Linked DNA regions of Danio rerio: region 1 is linked to region 2. A link is a contact called in public Hi-C data. All regions are on one chromosome and are shown on one strand. Each heading gives the region's core, a stretch centred on a gene start, on an enhancer-like site or on the middle of the called end of the contact. The rest is flanking DNA. Distances are from core to core; before and after follow the strand shown. Region 1 has its middle 14 kb from the start of mex3a. Region 2 holds the start of tmem176l.2 (transmembrane protein 176l.2).

What was found. A called contact is a pair of places that touch in the nucleus more often than the background predicts.
Region 1: a contact with region 2 is called in a Hi-C map of embryo, with 7 times the contacts expected there. The contact joins the enhancer-like site here to the promoter of tmem176l.2 in region 2. A contact is called at or near these places in 2 of 18 Hi-C or Micro-C datasets (embryo and hematopoietic stem cells).

The regions. Positions count from the first base shown.
Region 1 is chr16:51,253,495-51,258,015 of GRCz12tu, forward strand. It overlaps a transcript of rab11al not described here. Among named protein-coding and RNA genes, the nearest start is that of mex3a, 14 kb to the left of the region's middle. Within about 2 kb of position 2,212, at least 11 of the 62 cell types and tissues checked have an H3K27ac peak or open chromatin away from gene starts, as enhancers often do.
Region 2 is chr16:51,114,599-51,119,205 of GRCz12tu, forward strand. It overlaps tmem176l.2 (transmembrane protein 176l.2), which reads right to left and starts at 3,074. Exons shown (of 7, transcript NM_001386366.1): 1 at 3,017-3,074; 2 at 1,725-1,959. The coding sequence starts at 1,898.

The DNA of each region.
Region 1 (4,521 bases), core at 962-3,461, 140 kb after region 2:
TTTATGGAACAGAACAAAGAAACGATTTCTTACCAATGCAGTTTGTACCTTTTTAAAGACTTTATTTGTACCATGTGAAATCAAATCCCTTTAGTTTTTAAAACCTGCAGATACAATATTATGCCTTCATCAAAGGTACAAATCTGATCCATATCTTTACATTGACGAGACATTGCATTTTAACAGTGTCAAATGTGTTCCCTCAAGAACTATTCTTGCCTTATTCAAAATGCTTCAATTTATTTTCAGCAAATATAAAACGCATACATTTTTAAACAACATTTTTAAATATTTATTTTTGTGTAAATGCACCTTTTCCATTAACAATAAAGGATAAAAACATTTTAACAAATCAAACGATCTTTTTTTCTCCAATTTTTACAATACTTTTGTAATCAATGAAAAGTTAATCTACTTAATATTAAAAAAGAAATAGAGTTATGCAATAGTATTGTAATGAGATATGCACAATGTTTGATTAGTTTTAAAATACTAAAATGTCTGCATGAACACTTTGCATATTCAGGACTTTTACCAGCTCACGTGCATAGTGGAAAGCAAATTGATAGTGGATATTAAGAATGAAAATTTATCAGAAAACGCCGGGCAAATGTTTATTAAAAATGGCGAAAATGTTTAGTTTACAGTAGTTTTTGTTTTACCAGTTGTTTTGTATTATAGAACTTTATAGTTAATGTTTGAGTTTTTTTAAATGCTTTAAAATGATTCATGTTTTATTATGGAAATTATTCATAAAATCACTTTGCATTTCCAACAATTAAATACTTTTCATCGATAATAATGAAGTTGTCCAACACTCATGTACCTTTTTTTATGAGAACAATTGTGTACCTTCATTTTAAATGTACCAGAACATTATCATAAGACGACTTTTCTATACCATATAAGGTACAACTTTTGTAAAGGTACAAAACTGTTCTTTAAGGAACATTATTTTTACCACCGTGTACCTTTTTTTCCGAGAGTGCATCAAAGTATTATTGTGATTAGAAAAAATTTTATTAGATTTTTTGCTATTTTCATCTGTTACATTACATGGATGTTTCTGTAATGTTTATATCATAGTGCTAATATCTATATAAATATATTCACTGCTTTATTAATTTGTATTGTATTGTAAGACTTTATTTGTACCATGTGAAATCAAATCCCTTTAGTTTTTAAAACCTGCAGATACAATATTATGCCTTCATCAAAGGTACAAATCTGATCCATATCTTTACATTGACGAGACATTGCATTTTAACAGTGTCAAATGTGTTCCCTCTAGAACTATTCTTGCCTTATTCAAAATGCTTTAATTTATTTTCAGCAAATATAAAACGCATACATTTTTAAACGACGTTTAAAACAATGTTTGATTAGTTTTAAAATACTAAAATGTCTGCATGAACACTTTGCATATTCAGGACTTTTACCAGCTCACGTGCATAGTGGAAAGCAAATTGATAGTGGATATTAAGAATGAAAATTTATCAGAAAACGCCGGGCAAATGTTTATTAAAAATGGCGAAAATGTTTAGTTTACAGTAGTTTTTGTTTTACCAGTTGTTTTGTATTATAGAACTTTATAGTTAGTGTTTGAGTTTTTTTAAACATGCTTTAAAATGATTCATGTTTTATTATGGAAATTATTCATAAAATCACTTTGCATTTCCAACAACAATTCTTTTTATCGATAATAATGAAGTTGTCCAACACTCATGTACCTTTTTTATGAGAACAATTGTGTACCTTCATTTTAAATGTACCAGAACATTATCATAAGACGACTTTTCTATACCATATAAGGTACAACTTTTGTAAAGGTACAAAACTGTTCTTTAAGGAACATTATTTGTACCACCGTGTACCTTTTTTCTGAGAGTGCATCAAAGTATTATTGTGATTAGAAAAAATTAGATTAGATTTTTTGCTATTTTTATCTGTTACATTACATGGATGTTTCTGTAATGTTTATATTATAGTGCTAATATCTATATAAATATATTCATTGCTTTATTATTTTGTAGTTCCTAGGTGTATAGGTTATATTTCAAAAGATGTCCGCATTGTCAATGAGCATCACTCCAGATTTCCTGCTTTTGATCTTCATGACTGACCCTCCCCCTCCTCGCACACACACACTCACTCGCTCAGACTCACACTCAGGGTGCTTTACGTTGAGTGTAAATGCTTGTGTGAGCTGGGAATATGAGTCAGGTGAGTATGAGCTCATCTCTTTTTCCTCTGCTGTGAGGTAATGGATCTCTCGTTCTCCTCTGCGAGCAGCTGATGATTCACATTCTCACTGACACAAGAAGCCACGCCCTCAGGTGATCTCACTGGACCAAATGAAAAGCAAAACAAGAATAACTAACTAAATAAATGAATGAATAAATAAATAAATAAATAAATAAATAAATAAATAAATAAATAAATAAATAAGTAAATAAATAAATAAATGCCCTCATGTTATTTCACATGGCCAAAAGCAAAATAAATTAGACTTAGATTAGATTTAACTTTCTTGTCATCACACACAAGGCAACAAAATGCAGTTTAGGTCTAACCAGGAGTCCAGAAAGTGCAGGATATTGCAAGATATATGTAACTATATATACATTATAAAGTGCAATTATTGAATAACTATGGTTATATTTACAGATGGATGTACTATGAATTTATATAATATATAAATGAATTAAATACAGGTTGTATAGCTATGAACAGAGATTCACAATAGATGAATATATGTACAGGTTACTATTAATAATCAGAGGTATGTAGATAGATATGAACATACTTACAAATGAAATATGTACAATTTTAGTTGTGCAAATATTAAATAGTGAAGTGTTTATGGGGAGTATAAGTTATGAGGAGAGTGTGAGGGTGTATGAGGGGGAGATTTAATATGTTTGATAACGTAGATTATTAAATAAAATAAACAAATAACTAATAATAACTAATAATAATAAAATGCAATCTCCATTGAAATGTTTTTTCCCCAAATATTTCAATATTTTAACATAAGTAATGTAAATAACAAATGTAATGTCTAATTGATTTGTATTTGCCATGATGACAATATATACTTCACTAGATAAGACATTGGATGAAATATTATTATTATTATTATTAAAAATAATAATATAATAATAATAATAATTTGTTACTGTCTAATAATATTGACCATAGCATTTTTAAAGAAATTACACACACACACACACACACACACACACACACACACACACACACAAATCGAGTAATATGTTTTTAAATCAAGAATATGTTGTATGATCGTGAGAAACCTTAATTTAAGTGTGTCCAACCCTTTTGTGTACAATAATGTAATTTGTGGTAAACACACACACAGGTGTTGGGGTCAGAGGATGCATTTTTTTCTTTCATTGAAGACAACTGCAATTCTGCTGTTGAATGTGGTTACGGTTATCTATCGCTATAACGGATGAAATGATTATCACCTATTCACAAATAATACATTGATACAATCACAGTAATGCAACATGAACTGAAACAAGTTCAGCTGCTTTTAAGCGTTCACTCACTCCCTCTGGCGGCTGCAAAGACGAACCGCACATTATTTCAGGAGATGTTTCGATCACCACATAAGACTGCAAACAATAGTAATTAATTTTCTAATTTAATTTAACGCGTATATTTAATTATTTTGACATAAAATGATTTTATGTTGAACGTCACATGATCAAACATAAAAAATATGAAACTTTCATTTTAATTTTTAAGACGTAAATACTAGTCAAATTAAGGGAAATAAAAGAAAAAACGTTCATGTCAACATGATAGACGTAGGTATGCTCATATTGATATTTCCTTTGAAAGCATTTTTGAAAACAGCTTCTTGACTAACAAAACACAAACAGAATTAGTTTTACAAACCTGTTTTACAGAAGTGTGCAATGAGGCTTAATGGAAACATGTTTTAGGCCAATTCGACTACTGGGAAATGTCAAACTGGTTGAGAAACAAAAGAATGTACAGTAGCCTATTTATTTATTGTTTGTAAAAACAGTGGAAGTGGAAGAATGTGCTTTCGAAATAATCTAACTGAGCCTCTTTCGTTGCGAATGTGCTTTTTAGTTTAGCACGTTAGTATGTTCAATGTTCTGCAAGTTTATAATTCCAAACCCAATCAGACACACCTGTGGATATTATTGGCACACCTGGGCTAGCTAATCAAGCTCTTACTAGGCTTTCTAGAAACATTCTTGCAGGTGTTTTAAGGCTAAAATCTGCAGGACATAGGCCCTCCAGGACTAAGTTTGGACACCCCTGTTCTAGACTAGCGCATTGGTTGCATGTTTTAGGACGTTGCTAACGGAATGTAGTAGCTACACTTGTGTTTTAATGTCACTATCATTTTTTTAACAGTTAGATAGATAGATAGATAGATAGATAGATAGATAGATAGATAGATAGATAGATAGATAGATAGATAGCACATCTGGAAGGTGACTTTGTAACACATTTTCATAA
Region 2 (4,607 bases), core at 1,824-4,323:
GCCTTGTTGGCAGAGGCTATTTACAGTAACTCCGCCAACAGTAGGTTTAACCAAGGTCAAAACTGTTTTGCAGATATGACAGAAATGAAGTCAAACTTTAATCAGTGAATCTTGTAATGCTTTTATTAATGGAGTTATTTAATCCTCTGTTTTAATTCAGTTACTGTTGCTGTACAGTTTTATTTCTTGTTCTTTTCTTCAGTGATTGTGCTTGTCTACAGTAGGTGTTCATCAGTGTCAGAATTCACTCGTTTGGTCATTCACTCTGTTTAGTAGACTATACTATGGTGAGATTTCAGACACTGATTACTTTCTCGAAAACAAAGGTTAGGTCTGTTACAGTTATTTTCTATATTTTGTCCATTTTGAGCTGTTAAACATTTGACAGGGTTTTCACTGTAGATTGTACAGACTTTTACTGTTAAAATCATGGACTTTTTTTACAGATTATACTGTATATATAATAGATATATAATATATAATAGAATATTCTATTTTGTGCTCACGTTAAAGCAGTTGTTCTGGCTAAAATATTTGTGTATGTAAAATGTTAATTTAAAGGTTACTGATGTAACTGTATACGCAGACAACATGTTGAAACAACAAAAAAAAGTAAGTAAGTTAAATTATACTCCTAAGTAGCACTTAATGAGCAAGTTGTTTCGATTAATCAAATATATTAAGTTCAATTCACTCAAAGACTATAAAAAGTCACACAAACTCAAACTATTTGAGTTAGTAGAACTGTTTTAGAAAATTGAGTTCATGCAACTCAATCAATTTAATTATGTTGAACATTTTGGTCTACAGTGTAGTGTAAATACCATGTTTTAGCTAAATGGCATAAACCAAATAATAAAATCTAGTTAATCAAGTCCTATAGTGCAGTGTATGAATACTTTTTAGTGTAAATAGCATACTTTTAGTAACACTGCAATAGCATCTACCTTCTATAAACACTAAAAGTTTAAATGGCATACACTTTCTATAAGCACTAAGTGCAAAAAGCATCTACCATACTTTATGTTGCTATATTGTGCAGCATCTGATGCTGTTTCAACTTAGTGTAAATATCATCTCTTGCTTAATAAAGCACGTCCTGTGCTGCAAAATTCAATTTGCTGCAATCTGACTTTGAGGAGGGATGAATGTTCAGAAATTTAGAGAGGCATGTGATGCAATTCAACCATTATATCCCTATTGTCTATTTTATATGTCTATGTGTTTAACCCTTTGAGCACATGTAGATTTCTAAGAGTTGACAGAGCATTATTTTTTTTTAAGGCGATTAAATTATTGGTGGGAACATTTCGGTAATTGCTGGATATTAGCGGGGACACGTCCCCTCTGACCATGCCAATTCTACACCCTTGCTGACATGCACTTTCCCTTTGGGGTCTAAATTAAACTAAAACTAAACTACACATAACATGTTTATATTGATTTTACACGGAATGTTTTTCTTGACCCTAAATTACAATATTTTTATTTGATATTACAAATATTAACATTTTACTCAAACCCCCCATTAATAAAGTCAGTAATCTCTTAATTTAAAAAAGTTGTCCACAGGTAAAACCAAAGTACAACTAAGCTGAAACATTACTGAATGTTGTAAAAATATTTTTAATCACCTCACACCTTTTGCATTGTATTTTAAAATAAATCAATCTAAAGTAACCTTAAAGACAAAACAAAAAAACTAGACAATATCAGAAACTGACCCCGAGACCAATGTGGATGTTCGCCAGCTCTCCGATCATAATCCGAGACACAGAGCACACTGGACTGTAGCACAGATAACCCAGAATCTGGCACAGTACGGGCCATTTACTCTTTGGGTTTGAGTTGACCATGACAATCGTCAAACCTTCGTCCTGAGATATGGTCAGAGGCATGTTGTAGACAGGTGTGATGAACTTCCCACAGGTAACAACCGCCGAATCTCCCGTTTCTTTACTGCAAGAAACAATTTTAAGTACAACAAATGGTCATTTTTGCAGCAGGGCCATCTCTGTATATTTATTATACCAGAAGAAAACAGTAACACTTTCAAAAAGAATCAAAGTTAAGCATTTTAACTATTATGATAGCATGTAAATCCCATATTAACTAATTTAATTGATTATTAAAATCATAATTGCAGAATTAAACGATTTAGTTCACCCAAGAATTAATATTCACTCGTTATTTACTCACTCTCAAGTAGTTCCAAACTTTTATTAGTTTCTGTTGAAACACAAATGAAGATATTTTGAAGAATGTTGTAAATCAATAGCCATTCACATCGATAGTAGGAAACAACATTCAGACCCTTAGCCAGCATTTTAAAAGGAGTGGCTACATTTTTGTCAAAGAGCTTTTCATACAATTTAATGTTTAAAAAAATGTGTTTATTTACAAATGTGCATTTAAAATGTAAAAATAATGTATTAAGATTAGAATTTTAAATTAAACCTTTTGAATAAAGAAAAATAATATTTTTTTTAATTGCTAATTTATTATCATCCATCATTAAAAAAAACTATTAGGAATCTGTTGTAAACTTTTTAAATTCAAAAGCCTCTAGGCAAACAACAAACTGGCCAGCTCATTTCCTTACTCCGAATTTGTCCATTTAAATAATAATTAATAATTACATTTGTCTTAAAGCTTTCTTCTATCGGTTATTTTCAACAATTTATAATGACATACTGTCAAAAATCTGACAAATGAGCTCACGAATGGGCCAAATCTGGACTTTTTCTGACATTTCCCAGACTTCAAAATATCTTCTTTTGTGTTCAACAGAAGTGTAAATTATGACAGTTTTTTATTTTAGGCTGAACTACCCCTTTAACATTTGAAATCTCCGTAACTTCCTATGAATTTTATAGAAAGTTTGTGCAACAGTCCTAATGTATTATTTATGAACCACAGGTTTTTTCATCACTCTTAACATCGTTGTCCTATTTTGCTCAGTTTTGTGAAAAATGTAGTTTATCATCTTTAAAACAAAGTGTTAGGTTAAACTCACCTTTTATGGCACGTCTGTATGGCACGTCTCAGTCGGTCCACAGTGAATATGACATGACTCTGCTTTTGTTTTATTGCCTATTTTTTGAAGGAGTGGTCTCAGTTTTTCCCAGCAATAGATTCTTTGTAAATATAAATAGACGAGGGGTCAAATGTCCACGACCTGAATTGCTGTTTTGTGTGCTGAACGCAACTTTTATCATCACAGCACAATATTAAGAGTAATTCTTCAACTACAGGCACTTTTATTTCCTTTGATCATACATCCAAAAATATATAGAATTTTGTTCAAAATCCTCTTTCTTAGTCAAACTAACTATAATAAACCTACTTTAAAATAAATTACCTTTCTATTATATTTTCCCATATTATTCAACGTCCTTTTAGGGCTCAAAATCACTGTTTTCACCTTGCCGCACACCCAGAGTTTTAAACTTCAACAATGAAAATAACATTTTAAAATATTATCTGGTATCTATTAATGTATCTTAATTAAGCACTAGTGAAATAATTTAAATATTTTATAATTATTAATGTGAGACTGTTATCAATATAACTTTTTATAGAAAATATAGCTGTCGCACAGTATCAGTGTCATTTCCACCACAACACTGTCGTGTTGCTTTAGAAAGTTTGTGTGAAAGACTATTTCGGTGGTTTCCATGAAAGTGAATAGTGCCATCTGAGAACATCTTCAAGATGGAGGGAATTTAATTTTTTTATCAACAACACTTGAAGCAAAATCAAGATAAATATTGCTTGATAAGGAAAAAAAATATCTACATCATTTCCAAACAAGTTGTACATTCAAAAATGTTTTTATAAAACCAAACAAAATTAAGGTGAATAAGAGTGTTTTGTATACATGAAAGGTTAGTAGCAATACAAAGCTAATCGCTGAAGCTATTTTTTATTTTTTCACAATAAACTGTTGAAATGTCATTTCCTGCACTGTCATTCCCATCACCACACACATTTTTTAACAAATATTTTAAAAGTTCTCATCACACATTAAAAGTGTATTCCCAATGTATAAGTTCATGCTCTATTTAATAAACAAAGTCAGTTTATTTATTTTCTAATAAGCTCTTAACCAAAATAATATTTAATTTTAGAGTGTGACAGGTGTTCAATTCAGCATACAACTGATTTATTTCATTGACAAATGTATAATTATTATATATTGTGGAAAGATTGGTTAAACTAGATACAAAAATGATCTCAGACAATGTTGGACTACCATAATTTAATTCATTTTGAAAAAAAAAAAGTTGTATAATAAGATGTGGTGTAATTTGTTTAGTTCACGATGAAAAAATGTTCCTCTTCTTATCTACGTTTGTCCTCTTACAGATCTTAAAACTAGACATATTGTTTAAACTTATGAGGCTATGTTACGTTCATTTTGAACAAGTTTTAAAAGAAGGCTAAAAGTGCCCAAAGTTGAAGAATGGCTCTTAAATATTTTCTACAGCAGCGGTTCTCAAAGTTTTTTCATCAAGTACCACCTCAGAAAAAAATAATCTCTCCAAGTACCCCCAAAATGAGCAGCATTGAAATACAGTAGCGTAGTAGGCCCAGTAAAGCAGCTA